Regions from separate parts of the Rattus norvegicus genome. Here region 2 is linked to region 1. The links are chromatin contacts, called in public Hi-C maps. All regions are on one chromosome and are shown on one strand. Each heading gives the region's core, a stretch centred on a gene start, on an enhancer-like site or on the middle of the called end of the contact. The rest is flanking DNA. Distances are from core to core; before and after follow the strand shown. Region 1 has its middle 5.8 kb from the start of Metap1. Region 2 has its middle 64 kb from the start of Eif4e.

The links. A called contact is a pair of places that touch in the nucleus more often than the background predicts.
Region 2: a contact with region 1 is called in a Hi-C map of the A7r5 cell line, with 2.5 times the contacts expected there. The contact joins two enhancer-like sites. A contact is called at or near these places in 7 of 12 Hi-C or Micro-C datasets (the A7r5 cell line, the Rat2 cell line, frontal cortex and 4 more).

The regions. Positions count from the first base shown.
Region 1 is chr2:229,701,085-229,705,959 of GRCr8, reverse strand. No RefSeq gene overlaps it. Among named protein-coding and RNA genes, the nearest start is that of Metap1, 5.8 kb to the right of the region's middle. Within about 2 kb of position 1,354, at least 1 of the 93 cell types and tissues checked has an H3K27ac peak or open chromatin away from gene starts, as enhancers often do.
Region 2 is chr2:229,801,997-229,806,909 of GRCr8, reverse strand. No RefSeq gene overlaps it. Among named protein-coding and RNA genes, the nearest start is that of Eif4e, 64 kb to the right of the region's middle. Within about 2 kb of position 3,554, at least 33 of the 93 cell types and tissues checked have an H3K27ac peak or open chromatin away from gene starts, as enhancers often do.

The DNA.
Region 1 (4,875 bases), core at 105-2,604:
GTGTTGGCTGAGCGTCCAAGTCGGTAGTGTTTCAGTACGGCACTGCTTTACGTTTCAACTATGGCTTTATTTTGGGCAGTCTACGCCTGCCTCCCAGGAATCCATAGACACTGCTGCCCCTCCCCCAGCCAGGCCAGTCCTCTGACAGTTCCAGTCTTTTGCCTGTTGCTGACAACACTCACAGGAAGGCTTTGCTAATAAGCCACGAATTCATCAAACACGTTTTTTCTTGAGAGAGATAGAAGATGACAATTTGATTCTTCTAAATATTTTCATCCCACCATACTGTCAGGAGCATGTCACTTCTCCGGTCAGCGGTGTCTGTTTTTATTTCTTCTCAAGTAGGGTGGAAGCCCTGGAAGGCTGTCTCGTTGGTCCTGGACTTTTCGGAGTTTCGCAGAAGCATTTTATCTACTCTTATTTAGTTTATAGAAATGCAGGATCAAGGGCTTATAAATAATGCCAATGGTTTAAATTAAAAATGATGCTAGGACTTACAATTCAGTGCTGTTCATTGTTATAAAAGACCTCAACAGTAATGAACACAGAATCACTTGAGAATCCCTAGAGATGCATTACTGAGATTCTTGTTAGAAAGGCTGTTACTGAGAAAGAACGTGCCTGAACGTAGCTAGTGTTTGGAAGAGAAACACGGTTTTATTGTGAGGTGGAAAAGGAGCTTGTGTCATATTATTCATTGTGATGTTGATGAGACTGGGCTAAAACAAAGCAAAGTGGATGGGCAATCCAAGGTTGCCCGTTGCTAGCTTTTGAATCACGGTTAGATTAAATAGCATCGCATAGTCCCCAAGGCCATTCTCACAGGAGCAGCTGTACTCACAGGGATGAAGTTGTGTTCTCACAAAGGCATCCTGACCTTGGTGGTACGCTTGACCTCTTCTTTGAGAACCTCTTAGCCAGTGCCCCACGGATTTCAACTCTTCGATGGCTTTTAGACATGCCCAGAATACAGCTGAAACACAGCCCTGCCATAAATCAATGCCTATGAATGCCTACTATAAAATCCTGATTTACATGCTACATGGTGTGGCTGTGTGAAGCTTCACAAACACTAACTAGAAAGCAACGGCCAAAGAGAACCACTTTGCTAAGACAGGGACCAACAGAATGCAGCGAGCTCAGCACTGCCACAGTGTAAGGCTGTGACAGAGGTGTCTGTCGGAAGCTGGCAGATGTATTTGCCAAATAGATGCTCGTCTTTTATTTCCAAGCCCATTCAGTATTGTGTGCTTATCTAAACCATCTACTCGGAAGACATAACAGATCCTTAGTACAATTTGCAGCCAAGTTGGAAGTATGAAAACGGGTAGTGTTTCCTCTCTCTTCTTGCTAAGCCATTGCTATAAATATCCGCGGACTGTCAAGGGCTGTCAACTCTGAGTAACCAAGGGCTAGCTCCTAGCAGTGTCTTCTACCCTACAGATAATATATATATCTTTCATAGTTAAAATGAGAACGTTTGGGGCTGGAGAGATGGCCCAGCGGTTAAGAGCACTGAACTGAGCGCTCTTTCAGAGTCCCTGAGTTCGATTCCCTTCAGCCACATGGTGGCTCACAAGCATCTGTGATGGGGATTCGATACCCTCTTCTGGTGTGTCTGAGGACAGCGACAGTGTGTTCACATGCGTGAAATAAATTAATCTTTTAGAAAAGAGTTTTAAAAAGTGAGAAAGTTTGAAGTTTGCATTGAATTGATGATGTATATGTCAAATATGCTATAGTTTTGCTTAAGTCCAGTGACTCAGTTTCCCGTCTTTATTGCAAGCACTCAAGACAGAAAACCAGAGCAGGGCCGACTCTACACCTTAGCTACAAACCCACTTGAAAAATTACTTTTAGTTCAACTTGTCTGTAATCGATCTTGGAATTGTGTTGTGATATGCTGTAGACTGTGTCGTGGAGAGGAAGTAAATCCTCTGGGCCTCTTGCCAACCCAACCGGGCCAGACCATGCTACCTGCCATCTTAATAGGCTTGATGGCGTTGAGGGAAACCAGATGTGAACCACGTATTTCCAATGAAACGTTGCTGGGCTTGACTGACATTTACCTTCAGCACTCCATTTCCGACGACAGAGTTATATTTAACACAAAATTCGTGTCAATCCATTTCCAGGCTGAATTATAGAACAAAGCCTTTTTTTTTGTTGTTTGTTTGTTTTGTTTTTTTTCTCTCTTTCAGAAACATACTTTCACTAAGACGCTAGATTTTCTTTCTTTCTTTCTTCCTTCCTTTCTTTCTTTCTTTTTTTTTTTTTTTGATGCTAGATTTTCTAATATTTTGGGCTTCCTTACTCTCTCTCTCTCTCTTTAAAGCCCCAACCCCACCCTCAATGTGGCCGCTTGCTGGTCTGATTTGCCAGTTTAAATATTATGGCTTTTTCCTTCTCTCCTATCTTATGGGCAGCTACAGAAGTTTACATCTTGATTGCCCTGAAGTTTTCTATTTTAAACTCTAATAAAATTGCCCTTGAGCTTCTATTTGAATCTATGATTAAATTCTTTTATTAACCAGACCGAGAACTTCGAGAGCACCCAGATTTCACCTGTATCAGGAAACCCTAGAGATGGATTTACAGGCAACGCTGAGTCATCTAATGTGGGTGTCGGGAACTGTCCTCTGCAAGGCTAGTAAGCCTCCTAGCTCTGAAGTCATCTCTGCCCCCTGACTTTTTTTTTTTTTTAAGTAAATGTTACCTAAAATTGTTGCTAACTGTAACAACAGCACTGTGTCCTAGGTTTAGAAGTAGCACAGAATAGACATTGTTAGATATTGATTAACTGGAACCCAGAAGGTCAGCAAAAGTTTAATGGGCTAAGTAGTCTTAGTGCTAGGCTGGATCTTAAAGAAATAGAATCAAGTGTGGTATCCCACATTTGAAGTACTAACATTTGGGAAGCTGAGGTAGGGCTGGCATAATTCAAGGCCAGCCTGGGCTACAGTTAGTACAGCTGTCCAACCATATCATGAAAGGACCAAAACCGGGAGCTGCCTGCAGAGATCATTAAGGTGTAGTCCTAACTCAGAAGAATGTAACTTCACATCTCTTTTTATTTTACACACACACACACACACACACACACACACACACACACACACACACAGAGTAGTTGTTTCCAGACTCACCAGAAGAGGGCATCGGATCCCCATTACAGATGATTGTGAGCCCCATGTGGTTGCTGGGATTTGAACTCAGGACCTCTGGAAGGAGTCAGTGCTCTTAACCACTGAGCCATCTCTTCAGCCCCATGTTACATTTCTTTATGCCCCTCTCTCCCCAGTACTGGCCAAAGGCTTTCCCTGCCACTCTGAGTTTTGTCACTATTTCTCCTATGCCCTTTATCCTTTTGCCATGTAGACAAGAAGCCTCAGGTGCCAACGGTGTGGTTGTCTCCCTCTTTTCTGTTTCCCTTCTAGTGGCTGCCAACATTTACAGCTTTCCTGCCTTGTTTTTCTCTAAACTCAGGTTTCCTCTTGGGTCGATTTTTAAATTTTTATCGGAAAGACTGAGGGTAATAGAAGTAATGTATTTTCTATCAGAAGTGACCTACAGGAAACTTAACCTTTGGAAGGCTACTTTTGAACCGTCACCTCCTTGTAAAATGGTGTTTCCACAAAGGACTGCACTCTTGAAACTTGGTGGCCTGGAGTGCCTGACCTGGTTCCTTATTTTCTTCATTTCCTTCCCTCTGATTGTTTGAAAATTAGGCAACTTCCAAAGCATATGGGATCAGACTCCACCCAGTGGGGAAAAGACACACTACACTGGAGTTACGATAGAAACCGATCACATTTCCTGCTCTGCACTTGCTGCTTGAATGAAGCAACACACTCTTTTGTAAAAGTAAATGCTGCCTTGCCAATGGTGAAGAAGAAGGAGGAGGAGAAGGAGAAGAAGAAAGGAATGATAGGAGGTCAGGAGGAAAGAATGATGAAGAAACTGTAAGGATGAAATTGAAATTGCAACGTATTCAGCTGACAACTAGGCAATTAGAGATTACGAAGAGGGGTAAAGACTCATGACAGAAGACGCTCACAAATTAAGCCAGAGCCATACATAAACATGTTTTGAACATTGTAGGTGACGATTTTCAATAGCTTTCTGTCTTTTGAAATATGTGAATTTTCAGAGTATAGGTCAGTTATGCTACACACACACACACACACACACACACACTCCACAGTTTTGGTTTGATATTTCCTTCTGATTAGGATTGGTTATGTATTTATGCCAGCTTCTTCATGGTTCACATAAGAAAACGTACAAAATTGATTTGTACTTTCCTGTACGGTTCACTTAGACAACGTGTATCTCCATTATAAAGTTATTCTCTTTCCTTCTCAGTGTTTTGTAGGGAATTACGTAATGAGAAGATATGGTGAGCTGTAAAAGCTCTTTGATCCAGCAAGGGATAGAGGAGGAACACAAAGTTCTAGGCTATTTATTGATACCTTTATAGTAAATAACAATTAAAAATAGCCTATATTTCTATTATTAGTGTATTTGGTTTAGTAAATTATTCATATACTAGAACACATGCAGTTACTAAAGTATGAGACAAAAGTGTATTAGTAACAATAAAAGTAAGTTTACAATATAGTAAAGAAAGCAAGCAAATACACTGCATTATATGGTCTGGTTAAAAATATATTTTATAAATTTATTTATTAGGGCGGTATATGTGTGCATTTGCACTATGGGATGTGTGGTGGTTTGAAGAAGATTTGGCCACAATAGATCTAGGTGTTTGAAGGCTTGGTCCATAGGGAGTGGCACTATTGGAGGTGTGGCCTTGTTGGAGTGGGTGTGGCCTTGTTGGAGTGGGTGTGGCCTTGTTGGAGTGGGTGTGGCCTT
Region 2 (4,913 bases), core at 2,305-4,804, 99 kb before region 1:
CTGAAGAGCTAAGTATATGTTACATTCAGACCTACTGTGTGGCTTGCATTGGGCAGGGCAATGGGTGATCACCAAAAGAACACACGTCAGCCCAGAGAAGAGTCTAGAAGATGACACGTTTTGTGGTCTTCTTAGCAAACACAAACACTGTAGAGCGCTGACTGCAGGCCCTGATGACCCCCAAATAATGCCAAGCCACAAACGACTTCTCAAAGCCACTTTGCAGACTGGCTCTGTAATGAACAAGGCACATCTGGGCACAGCAGATTTACTTCCTTAATTATGTTTTGCTCGTGGTGATATTAAAACCCGCCGGCATTCCCCAGTCACCTCTGAAAGAGAAAACGGCTGTGGGAACCTGACGGGCAATGAGATTAAAAAAAAAAAAAAAGAGGATTGATGTTGTCCAAGTGTGAAAAGTTTAATAATGAAAAGATTAGTATCCGTGAGTTTCGGGTTAGAATGTGACTTCTCTTCCAACTCTCTATTCCTTCCTCTCTGCTCCATGCTTTCTTTTTCTTCTTGAGAATGCATGGATGACTTAGAACATGGAAATGGGGCAGGGTGGGGTCAGTGGCTAAGGGTACCTTTTCCATAGCATGAAGACCTGAGTTTAGATCCCAGCACACATGTGAAAAACCAGACATGGTCGTGCACACTTTAACTTTGAGTGGCGAGACAGGAGGGTCACCGGGCCTGGCTGGCCACCCTAGCTGAGCGAGGCCCATGTTCGGTGCAGGAGACTGCCTCAAGGGAAGAAGGTGGAAAGGGACGCTAGAATCCTCTTGCATTCTCGAGACATACACACGCCTGCACATACAAAATGCACATAGAACACAGCACAACACACATTATGGAAAATGTACGCTATAATCTTTATGAAATAATGATTTGCGGAAAAGAGAAACTATTGTAATTTATCGAGCCCATTCAAAAGGCCATATCACATAAATTGTGTATTTTAATCTTCCCTAAAACACTTTTAAGAAAATAGATGTAGACATGAGGAATCTCATACTTGGAGATATTTACACAATGAACAAAAACTTCAGCTCTTCATTTAAATATTAGCCTACCAACCTTCAGGCCTACGACCTTCCCACCATATAATAAGCTCTGGCTTTTGCTCTTCCAATCTGTCAACAACCTGCAAGTGTTAACAGAGATCACGGGAGGCCACTGCTTTTGAGCTGATTCCTGCATTTGGCCCCAACAGGCTGGACCAAACCAGAATGTTGCTGCTCGTGTTAAATGCTGTAGGGTCAAAGTAAAAGCTTAAAGAAATAGATATTTCCCTCCAAGATTTTCCCCGAGAGCAAGAAATTCCACTCTACCCGAGTCAGCAGTAAGCGAGTGCCCTTGGCTTCAACCCTTTTCCAAAGAAGCAGCCCAGAGGAGCTGATGCTAAGCTCTTTCTACTGCTCAGCTTTCTTGTTCTGCTCTTGCAGACCCTACAATCCCTCCGTTGGCTGCTGGGAGATTTCATTCTATTTGTAGAGTGGAGGCTGCCCTGATTTATGAGTAGCATCTATAATCCAGTCAGATCTGGAACCAAATTTCCTGTGATTTCGTCTTTTGACAAGGGCTTGGGTGACACTTTCCTTGATTGAGCTCGAAAGTTGCCCAGACATTTCAAAGTCACCTCAACTTGTAAGCAGCCTCTGGACGATCTCCTCTTGGTAAAGCTTGGAGCTTTACTCTCTCATTTAAGCACCACAATCACTTCCTCTCGGGGGATCATGAGCCCATTTAAGGGTGAGAAGACAATGACTTATCCAACTTAATGTTTTCTATTTTAATTGGTTTCCAATGAGTGGGAAGCAATTGTTTTCTAACTGGGGTGACTTTGAAAAGAAAGAAACTATGGGGGCAAGGGAACCAGATTGAAAACCCACCATGCCACAGATAATGATATAAAATGTACCTCACAGAGAGTAGTCAAAGGCTCTCTGTATATTCAAGTGCTACTCAGAGAAACAGCCCGGGTCATGTGAGAGAGTCTGCTATTTCCAGGTAGGAAAGAGTGCCCCCAGATTCTACAGACACACATGAGAAGAAAACCCTACCCTTTCACCCCATTGCTGGATTCTTCCTCAAGCATTTCTCAAAAGCCCTCCTAAAACGTTTAGCAAAAGCTTTTCAACTCAGAACACACAGGTTTGCCATGCGGAAGTAAATCAACCATTCTGCCTTGGGCTTTTCCTCCATCAACCGCTTAGAAAGCTTGACTTGAATTGTTTACAAGGCTGACCTTCAACTCCCCATTGCCACAGCTGATATCTTCATCATCCCTGAGTTCTCCAACCTCTCTCTCTCTCTCTCTCTCTCTCTCTCTCTCTCTCTCTCTCTCTCTCTCTCAATATTGCTAAGTTGTGTGACTGAATGTCCCTCTAAGGGAGAATATGGTGCGTGGCACCCAGGACAGACCCGGTGGGTTTTATTTTTCTGTGTAATTCGATGCCATGGGTTGTGTTATTGTTAGAACCCGACAAGGACACAATGAAAGAAAATATAGCGCTCTGTCCTGGTCCTGAGGAGTTCAATAATGCACTGGGTAAGTAATTACATACAGCTACTCAGGCGAGTGATATATGACATGAATTATAATGAGCTGGACATCCTGGGTTGGTTTCTGGGATAGAGGAACCTGGATTGGGGACATACCTCTATCAGAGTGCCTGTGGGCAAGCCCACAGATTAACTTGACTGAATGAGAGAACTAACTCACTGTGAGCAGAGCCACCCCTGGGCAGGGGGTTCTGAAAACCCCTGGGTAGGGGGTCTTGAGTGGCAGATTCAGCAAGCCATGGGGAGCAAGCCAGTAAGCAGCACTCCTCTGTGGTTTCTGCTTCAGTTCTTGTCTCCAGGCTCCTGCCCTGTCTGTGTTTCTCACTGGCGTCCTTCGATTTTGGACTACGATCAGACACACAAGCCATTTCCTCCCCAAGGCCATATGTCCATCTCAGCAGTATGTCGCTGAGGTGCTGAGTGAGTGAGTAACCGGGCGGGGCAGCGTTTCAGCTGCCTTGACTGCAGAAGGCACTTCTGAGGAGGTGTGGCTGGCACAGAGACCAGAGTGAAGCCCACAGCATCTCAGGGGACACATCGCATCGCCACAGCACAGAAACCGAAGTTTAAGGGAAAGGTTTAGCTCCAATAGCAAAGGCCTGCACAGGGAGGGTAAGAGAAGGAAACTTAAATGAGATTTGATGGACCTTGAAGGTCTGTAAAGGACCCTGGAAAGGTTCTGGGCAGGTGGGTGACACAATCTGGTTTATGGTTGATAAGTAAAATCAAACTGAGAGGGTAGTAGGAGCAGAAACAGAAAGGCTGACTAGTTCAAAGCCAGTGTGATGTCCAAAGGAGAATGAGCTATGAAGGGAGGGCAGGAATGGTGAATGTGAAGAGAAAGGCAGGAAGAACATTAGCCACAGAGGAGAAAGATGTTCTTTGTGACCTGGAGGAAGGCAGAAAGCGTAGTGCCCATGCCCAGGAGGCGGAGCAGGGCCATCAAGACACACAGTAGAGCAGCAGGTGGCAGGAGAGAGCATAGTTCTGAAGGGTTTTGGCTCCTACGGAAACAAGAAGTCTAGGAAGAAGTTGGAGAGCAGGCAAGGACTCCGTCACAGAGATTAAGAAGCTGCTGTGAGGTGGCCAGGAAAGCAAAAGCATTGGGACATTGTAGGAGCCAATCTCAGGGCTAAGTCTCGAGTCAGGAGTTCATTTATTTGCTTGAGGTAACTGGAGAAACTCGTCCGGATGCATGCCCCATGCATGGCTAGGGTTAAAGATGATTAAGAAGTCATTCCCAGATTAGTACAGTGGTGCACACAACTTTAGTCTCGTCACTCAACAAGCAGAGGCGGGTGGGTCTCTGAGAACAGGCCCTGGAACACACCAAGCTTAGTAGAGGGGCCTTAAACTGCCACTATGAAGACTGTCACGGTGCCCTTCTGACCCTGAGAGAATCAGACAAGATGGCCGAGTGGTTGGGGTGGGAGGCAGCAGCCCACACATCTTAAGTCAAAGCTGCACTGCTGTGCTGACATTAGTGAGGAACACCCAGCACCGCGCACCCGTTTTTCTAGGAAAAACTGCGATCAAGCGCCCGTTGTACCCCATTGGTGAACACAGCTGTGGATCCCTGGCTTTCTTCCCACCCTTGACACGGGATCCTTTAAGGTGACCTAAGTCCTGCCCCGGAGCTGAAGGAGATCCGAGTGGAGACAGAGCCATTCACCGGAGAAACAATACCCCATAGAGCATCCCTCCTGCCAACTGTACCGCACTGTCTCTGCAGCTGCTACCCTGCTATGGGCTTCCAACCCACTGCAGCCAGAAATGACCCACAAGGGAGGCTGGCTGCTGGGTCACTCACTGCAAGACAAGGTGTGGGCTAAGGCCAGAGTCCACATTGAGCATGCCCGGTCCACCTATGGCGCCACAGCCAGAATGCCCTCCTGCTCAGGCACTGCCAGTATTTGGGACCTGGCCATTGCTTGCCAACGTGAGCCCCTAAAAGCCAGTCGGGATCAGCAGCAGAAAGCTTCCATGCAAGTCTGCCAGAAGAACAGCCACCTTCCTGGGTGATAACATCAAAAGCCAGTGTCACCAAGAATACCAGGAACAATGTTATCAGCAAGTCAGAGATAGGGGAGTGTGTGTGGAGGCACGATACAAGTTCTCATTAAAATGATGGCCATAGCTGGCAAGATCAAGTGGAAAATAGAAGATGTTTAACTGTTTAGTTAGAATAGATATCTGAGCTTGGCTAGTGACCAGTACCTGTGAGTCCAGCACTGAGGAAACAGCACAGGACATTTTTTCCTTTTTTTTTTCTTCCTTTATTTAGTTACTTTACATCCCAATCTCTGCCCCCCTCCTCTTGGTCTTCTCCTCACATAGTCCTTCCT